Linked DNA regions of Mus musculus: region 2 is linked to region 1. A link is a contact called in public promoter capture Hi-C data. All regions are on one chromosome and are shown on one strand. Each heading gives the region's core, a stretch centred on a gene start, on an enhancer-like site or on the middle of the called end of the contact. The rest is flanking DNA. Distances are from core to core; before and after follow the strand shown. Region 1 holds the start of Armc2 (armadillo repeat containing 2). Region 2 overlaps Snx3 (sorting nexin 3).

The links. Promoter capture Hi-C pulls out the DNA fragments that hold promoters and counts their contacts.
Region 2: a contact with region 1 is called in a promoter capture Hi-C map of liver, with 2.1 times the contacts expected there. The contact joins the enhancer-like site here to the promoter of Armc2 in region 1. A contact is called at or near these places in 6 of 39 promoter capture datasets (the C10 cell line, embryonic stem cells, hematopoietic stem and progenitor cells and 3 more) and 1 of 115 datasets of contacts at active chromatin or transcription factors (bone marrow-derived macrophages).

Annotation. Positions count from the first base shown.
Region 1 is chr10:42,016,292-42,020,432 of GRCm38.p6, forward strand. It overlaps Armc2 (armadillo repeat containing 2), which reads right to left and starts at 2,091. Exons shown (of 18, transcript NM_001034858.3): 1 at 1,902-2,091. 1700016J18Rik (a long non-coding RNA gene) reads left to right here and starts at 1,863. Exons shown (of 3, transcript XR_871596.3): 1 at 1,863-1,970; 2 at 2,317-2,621.
Region 2 is chr10:42,519,638-42,523,778 of GRCm38.p6, forward strand. All of the region lies in intron 1 of Snx3 (sorting nexin 3), which reads left to right. Among named protein-coding and RNA genes, the nearest start is that of Snx3, 20 kb to the left of the region's middle. Within about 2 kb of position 1,859, at least 36 of the 459 cell types and tissues checked have an H3K27ac peak or open chromatin away from gene starts, as enhancers often do. A contact at or near this core is called in liver, where this site is marked.

The DNA of each region.
Region 1 (4,141 bases), core at 841-3,340:
AAGCCCTGTGGCAACAGGAATTCAAATATAGCCGCCTCTCCCTTCCCTGTTGCTCAAACGTGTGGGACTGGACAAATGACTCCGGAGAGACAGTGACATCAAGGGTGACGGGCACCAAGAACAGAGGGGACAGTCAGAGACAACACAGAATGGACAGATCCACAGGGGTCAGAGGGAGGCCAGGAGCCCTTTCAGAAGAAACCAGAAGAGTTGTGAACTCTGGAAAGAAGAGGGAGGCTAAGTTGTCGCTTGCATCTCACTGTTTGGTCTGTGGTATCAGATGCGACCACTACAGGATGAACATCATCTGCAGGACGATGGGGAACACCCAAACGGGTTTGTTGTTGCTGTTTTAATGTGTATGGGTGTTTTGCCTGTGGATATGTCAATGCACCACAAGCATGCAGTGCCTGCCAAGGCCAGAAGACAATACTGCATTCGCTGGGACTGGACTTGTGAGCCACTGTGTAGGTTCTGGGAATCAAACCCTGGTCCTCTAGAAGAGCAGCCAGTGGTCCTAACCACTGAGTCATCTCTCCAGACCCACGTGTTATTTGCATGTGTTACTTTCTTCTTCTGGCCTCAGAGGGCATTACAGGCACACTGTACACACACATACACACAGGCAAACATTCATACACATAAAACAAGAATAAATATATCTTTAAAAACCCCTATCTCTACTGTTTGCTACCAACAGCCACCAGAGCCACCTCCTTCATGTTAAAGACAACATTGCCCATCAACATTGCCGACATAGGGTTTGCTGGTGCACCCTCTTTCCCCAGCAAATCAAACACTCAGGGCTCTTTCCATGACTGAATTACTTTGGCATTAAATGAGCATCCAAACAGGTGCAAGAAAAGTGCTTAGATGTCAGAGCAAGTGTTAAGTCCCCCGAGGATCTGCAGCTCTGTGACCTTGAAGGGCATTAGACATCTCTATACCCGAGTTCTCTTCTGTTAAAAAAGCATGGATAATGACCAACTCTCAGGGCAGCTTTCAGCATTGCATGAAATGTCCAAATGCTTTAGCACGATGCTAGCTAGCTCTTACAATACTAAGAAGTACTGTCCAAGTGCTGGCTGGTCAAGAAAGATCTTCCTAGAATGAAAATACTCACCAACAAGAGAAGTCACAAAAGAGACTATCTGTCCAATGTTTTCATGCATATCATAAATTTAAATTTTCAACTAGAGAATACCATCCTTGATTTAAAAACAAAATAAAAACAAACAAACAAAAAAACCCAGCGTTTTTATCTGAATGTCAGTTATCCCAAATCTATGCAAACTGCTAGTCAAAACCTTAGGGATTTACAAAAATGGGATACATATAGTGTGACTTATTTTCTACCAAACGAAAAGAATATGATGTCGGGATGGAAGAACCTGCGGTAATACTTGTGGCATGGGTTGTAAGGGGCATTCTGTATACATACGGTGTAATTAATATTGTTCCACATACACTTTATTGAGGAGTCATTTGTTACCTAGGAAAATCCTAGTTTGTTCTTGTGGCCTGCCTCCACAGAGTCCCTTAGTCTATCACTCTCTCATTCAACCAGTGTTACTGGTTACTCCTGTTAAATACCAGGCAACTGACTAAATGCTCACAGTTACAGAAGCTGACTCCTGTGCAGACCCCGAGAGTATGCAGCAGCACCCCTCGACCCTATCTGGGAACAGAAGAGAGACTGCAGGAGGGGTCCCTGGTGAACCTGCAGGGGACTCCTCACCTCCCGCACGCACAGCTGCTCTCCCACTCCCGGAAAAGCCCGCTCCTTCACCGGTCCAGGTTAGGGCCGAGCGCCTCAGCATCCTCACCTCGCCCTCCCGCCCTCCCGCGCACCGCCTTTGCCCTGCTGGCTAGCATCTCCATGGTAACCGTACACAAACCACCTTTCGCTGCAGGCCGAGCGGTCAGCCTACAGATCCAGGACGCCGCAGAGCGAAGCGGGATGCGCTGGAGTAGGTGCTGGTTGGGGAATCCGGGCTCGACTCAAAACACCTGTGACAAGCGCTAGACACTTAGACCCCGGCGGAGTGTGACGGCCTTCCCGCTCTCGCAGGGCAGCAGGGACCAGGAGGAGGGGCGGGGCGGGGCGGGGCGGGGCGGGGCGGCCCTGCTCCACTCTCCGCCACTGAGCCTGCGCCAATCCCTCTAGCCACGCACGCGTAGCAGCGTCGAGGCGTGGCGAGGGCCCGTGCGGGAGCGCGGGCAGGAGCATACCCACAGGGGAAAGGCAAGAATGGGTGGAGGGGAGTCTTCTTTTACATTAGCAATATGTTCAACCATGTTTGTTTCTCCCCGTAGGATCTCCAAGACTGTTAAACAACTGGCAGAGGAACAATGTAGTGTTTTGGGAAAGAGTCGGTTATTGATTATAGACGTCAACGTCCACCTGGAACGGTTCCTTAGCATCTCATCTCTTATGCTTCAGGCAGAGAGTGCTATCCCTGTGTGTGAATAGCTGAATCGTGGGCCGTAGCAAAATAAATGTGAAGAGCTGTGAATGTAGCAGTGAATGTTAACCTGTTGGATATCATTAACTCCTTGCATTTGGGCAGCACTCAACCGTTTGTAGAGCGAGCTCACAACAGAGCAACTAGGGACCCAAGGTGAGATCAGGAAGGAGCGATTTAAGTCTTGGGTTGCTATGGCTAGTCGCTGTGTGTTCTTACTGAATCACTACAACCCAACAGGGGAAGAAAAAAAAAAGAGTCCTGTGTATATGTTTCTAATTCAAACTCTGTTTGCGTCTACACTGGATCATTGGGTAACACTTGTGAAATACAAGCGAGGCATAAGCTCTAAATTTACACTACGGTATATAAACATAGGGATTATCAGCAAGTGTTGTCAACACTGGGAAAATGCCGTATTCCATGGTGCCAAGGGTCTTGTAAAGAATAACTAAATTGTATCTATTTTGCACAGTTAATACCTTTGATGAGAAATGACACCTGGAACACTGAGTAAAGGTTTTCCAAGTGCTTAACAAGATTTCCCACATCACAGACAAAGAAAACTCAATCATTGATGAAGTTTAGGATCCCAAACTAAATATTATTTTTCACTGGGAACAGGATCTATCCTATGAAGTCCCATTTGTGTGTCACCAGACTCAACTGTGCAAAAGGACATTGCCTGTTGTATAGAAAGCATAACTAGCATTTTGATCTCATAGTTTGTGAGATATGATAAAATACAAGTCCATTTGGGTCTCTTGGTGGCTGTTTATAAATACAGGTGTCTATCTGACCCTTCATGGAGAGTCAGACTTCTCCAAATGTTTTGTTATTAAATGACTGGTAATCTGATATTAACTCAACCTCAACATCTTTCTGAATGATGGTGGGTGAAAAATGAGTATATCGATAGCCAATAGAAATTCAGCTTTACATCTTCTTCTCACCCCAGATTTGCGGTCCACAGTGAGCCTTCCCAAACGTTGCAGTAGCTGGCTTCTAAGTCTAAAAGTCTCATCTCCACTGAAACATGAGCTTACAAACCTGTAAAACAGACATGGCTTGGACCTATAATCCCAGCATGTGAGAAACTTAGACAGGAGGATTACCTTAAGTTCCAAACTAGCCTGAGCTGCACAGTGAGACCCTGTCTCAGAAGACAAAACAAGACATCAAAACCAAATCTGTTTGTTTGTTTGTTTTTTTACCAACAATTGTTATCTATGGTCTTGTGTCTAAAATGTTCATCTAAACTAGACCTTGTAAGCAAACCATTGAAATATGAAGCCAGTCAACCCAGCAGGCCAGATGTCAGCCAAGCAGGCTAGAAGAACCGAAAAGAATGACAGAGACAGAGTTATAGGAAATAATTACTTGAAGAGATAAATGGCATATACCTTAGTTTACTGTAGAACAGTCTATGGGAAAATATTTAGGCTACTTACTACACAGAGGCCTATGTGGCTGATTTGGATGTTCCTCCAAAATTCTACACAGATGGGATTTTGTAAAGAAGGGATGACTAAACTGTGTTTCATAGACCTTAGGGGAAAATGATTAGTTATAAATATAATATACTTATAGAGTTTTATTTGTAGTTTCCAAATTGATTTCATTTGGAACATCTCCTTCTGTTGTCTTCTTTGGAGTTTATAATAATCTGGAAAGGT
Region 2 (4,141 bases), core at 609-3,108, 500 kb after region 1:
CCCTTGGAACTAGTTACTGACAGTTGTGGTTTTCTGTGTTGGTACTGGGACTCTAACATGGCTAGTGGCCTGGGCTCTTTAACCACCAACACATTGCTCTGGACCCACAATCTTTTTTTTTTTTTGGGGGGGGGGTTGGGTTTTTTTTGTTTTTTTTTTTTTTTGTTTTTTTTTTTTGAGACAGGGTTTCTCTGTATAGCTCTGGCTGTCCTGGAACTCATTTTGTAGACCAGGCTGGCCTCGAACTCAGAAATCCCCCTGCCTCTGCCTCCTGAGTGCTGGGATTAAAGGTGTGCGCCACTACGCCCGGCTCTGGACCCAAATTCTTAAGTATTTTAATACATATACATAGTATATATTCTGTACTTTTGGTTTCTTTTAAAAAAAAACACAGAAATATTATAAGAGTGTGGTTTTTGTGTTAATCACAGATGTGGGGTTATGGGGCTACTTGGAACTGACTGCAGCAGTGGCAAGCAAACACATTTTTTCCTGTCTATCATAACTCAGTGCCCTGATGTGATACACTGAACCTCTGTCCGTAAAGGAAGAATGAAGGCGCAGCTACAAGTTACCAGCTTTGCTACTTTAGTAAGCCTCTCTCAGCACGTGAACTCCAATGGTCTCTTCCCTCTTCCCCTTACACAGTCTCAAAGGCCAACTCTTACAACATGGGAGTCACTGTCTTTTAGGTTATAGCAAAAGAGTTATAAAATATGTTGCTAACTTAGAGAAAATAGAGGGAAACAACATACAGGGAATTGATTATTCTGTAGTTTTGGTTTGGTTTGTTGTCTGTTCCCATTTACAGTCTTTTAAAATGTACAAGAAAGCAAATAACAAAGATTCACAGGAAACCTTCCCCTTGTCCCTCCAGACCCTCCTCCTAACCCCTGAGCTACGTCATCTCTTCCTACAAATATTCTATTCAAAGACACATTGGGACCGAGGAGATGGCTCTGTGGATAAAGTGCTTGCTGGAGAGTGTGAGAACCTGAGCTCAGATCCCAGCACCTATGTAAGAGCTGGCCGTGGTGGCACAGTCTGTAACCCCAGCCAGACTGGATAGAAACAGGCAGATCCTGGAGGTTTTCTGGCCCCAGTCTAGCCAGTCAAAATCCCTAGGCCTCAGTGAAAGAACTTGTCTCAGTAAATTACATTTTTATTTACTCAGTGTGTGCACATGCAGTACACATGCACTTGTGTGCTCACTTGTGACAGGGTACAGATATGGAGATGAGACCACAGCTTGTGGGAATCAGTTCTCTCCTCCATCATGTGGGCCCTAGGAATCATTATCAGGCCATCAGGTTTGCTGGCAGCAGCTGTCCCTACCTGATGAACCATCTTTTCAGACCATCTTTTTGTTGGTTTTTTTTTGTTTGTTTTGTTTTACGTGGCACTTAAAAATTGCACATGGTTAGGTGAAATGTGTGTTCCTGTAAGCTTAGTTCTCAAGGAGTCTGCTGCAGGAATATCAGAGTTCAGGGCTATCCCAGGGATACAGAGTGGTTTGAGGCTAGCCCTGACTATGCAGGGGACATGTGTCTCAGAACAACAAAAATGTTTACGTAATGATATCAACTATAAATGTTTGGTTATATGTTAAAATAAAGTCTAAATAGATCTGAAACATACATTATTTTTTTCTGATTAAAAACATTCAAAATAATTTTGTGTAGCTCTTTGAAGTGTTAGAACTTATATCTAGTTCCCTGTGCCTCGCAGTGTTCACTGAGTGGCTTTCCTGCCTGTTCCTGCTGAGGTGTCTTCATCTCACTTCCTACAACAGAGTTGTTCTAGTTCATGGCTACCCTGGGCCTTTCAGCTTTCCCTTAGAGACACTTTATCATCCAGAGAGAGTCATGAGTCACCCCTGTAATCTGGAGCACACGTGCTCATTCAGAAGACTGCCGTTTGGGTCTCAGTACCCACATTTGCAGCTCACAGCTAACTGCCCGTGACTGCAGCATCAGGGATGCAGTGCCCCTGTCCTTTGGGCACATGTACTCTCAAACACACACACACACACACACACACACACTTATGAAAGAGAAAAATCTTTAAAAAGAAAAAAAATTCCATCATTGAGAGCTCTGAGGGGAGATCACATGGCCAGCCTGGGCTCTAGATAGAGTGAGTCCCTGTCACAGTGTCATTGTCCTGGTCAGATAGCTCAGTTTCCTGCTTTTGTGTATGGTTGGTTTGATGTAGTGGGGGAGGCTGTAAAGGCATTGCGGGGGGGGGGGGGAGGGATTATGAGATCCCAGGGCTTTTCATATATTCTGCAAGGCTCCATTGATGAACTAAACTACTCCAAGTCCTATTTGTGGTGTTTTAACCACACAAATTCAGATTTTTATATCATTTCTATTTTCCTTGGTGTTTCATGAGCGTCAAGAGGGATTGTTCTGCATTTTATTCATTGTTCTAAACAATGATTTCATATTTAGCACAGTTGTCTTATGGATGCTTGGTAAATAATAGTCTGCCAACGTTGGAAGGTAGGGGGAATATCCAGCTACAGGCTCTTTTTATAAGCATTAAAGAAATTGGAGGGCTGGCAAGATGGCTCAGCAGTTTAGAGTGCTGATTGCTCTTCGGAAGGTCCTGAGTTCAAATCCCAGCAACCACATGGTGGCTCATAACCATCTATAAGGAAATCTGATGCCCTCTTCTGGAGTGTCTGAAGATAGCTACAGTGTACTTACATATAATAATCCCAGCACTTGGGAGGCAGAGGCAGGCGGGTTTCTGAGTTCGAGGACAGCCTGGTCTACAAAGTGAGTTCCAGGACAGCCAGAGCTATACAGAGAAACCCTGTCCTGAAAAGAAGGAAAAAAAAAAAAGTAAATCTTAAAAAAAAAAAAAAAAAAAGAAAGAAAAGAAAAGAAGAAATTGGAAGTAGCCAAACAAGAGCTTGCAATCAAATAGTAGGAGCTCAGTAGTTCAAACAAAAACAAGACAGTTTTTTTTTTCTTTTGATCAGGTAAGTTGAAGTGATCTTTAATGATCAAGATAACTTCTTTTTTAGACTCATGTGTATGAGTGGTGTGTGTGTGTGTGTGTTGTGTACCATGTGTGGGTTATTGTCCACAGGGGTCAGAAGAGAACTTTGGGTCCTCTGAAGCTGAATTTACAGAAAGCTGTGAGCCACCACGTGGGCGCTGGGGATCAAACCCGGGTCCTCTGGAAGAGTAGCCAGTGCTTCTAAATGCTAAGCCTCAAGAAAACTTGATTCTTGAGACATATATATAGTACAGGCAGGTCTCACACTTCTGTAGCTGAGGGTGACAGTTCTGAGCCTTATATCTAATGCTGGCCTTGCTAGCTGCTCCTGAAATTAATTAGGAAAAACATTGACAGACACCTGCAGTCAAGCTCAGTATTCTAAGTGTAATGGGAAAATAATAATCTGATTGTTTGTTCTTACAGTGCTAGAGAGCCTCTACTGGGCAAAGGCTCTCCCGTCATTAGTCCGTCACACCCTAAGCCCAGAGTTTCCTGCTAGACCTTGTCAGAACTCCAGTGTAGCACTTGTACAAGAAGAGAAATTATATCCAGCTGAGTAAACTTTAAAGATCCCTTTTCAAATAGAAAAACTACAAGCTAATATAGAAGGGAAGAGACTTTCCTCTCATTCCTCACTCAATTAGAGAGAATCAGATATAATCATGATTGTGTCAAAAGTTCAAAAGGGAAAATGGGAGGTAAAATGAGCCGAGCTGGCTCTCTGCCCTCAACATTGTACCTGTAAGCTTGATATGTTGTTTGAGAGATTAACTTTACAGACTTCCGTACCCAGAAGTATGAAAATTCTTGGGGACCTCTTTTCACAGGCTTGATCTTAACATACTGAATAAAGAGAGCAGTTAATCCCTTTTGTAAAGTAATTTGAGAGGAGGGAATTCAGAATGTAAAATCTCACCTGCAGAAACACTCAGCTCTGTAAAGACCTTTCTATCTTTAGACACTTACAAAGACTTAATATTTTAATGCGGAAGGGTGAGCCTGGCTAAAAAGCCAGTGGGTGAAATTAGAGAGACATAATCCAGCGCTTTCTTTCTGGGAATCATCATCCCGCTCTCCAGGGGACCTGGTGCTTTCCCTTCTGAGGAGTGAGAATGCCCCTCTGTATAGC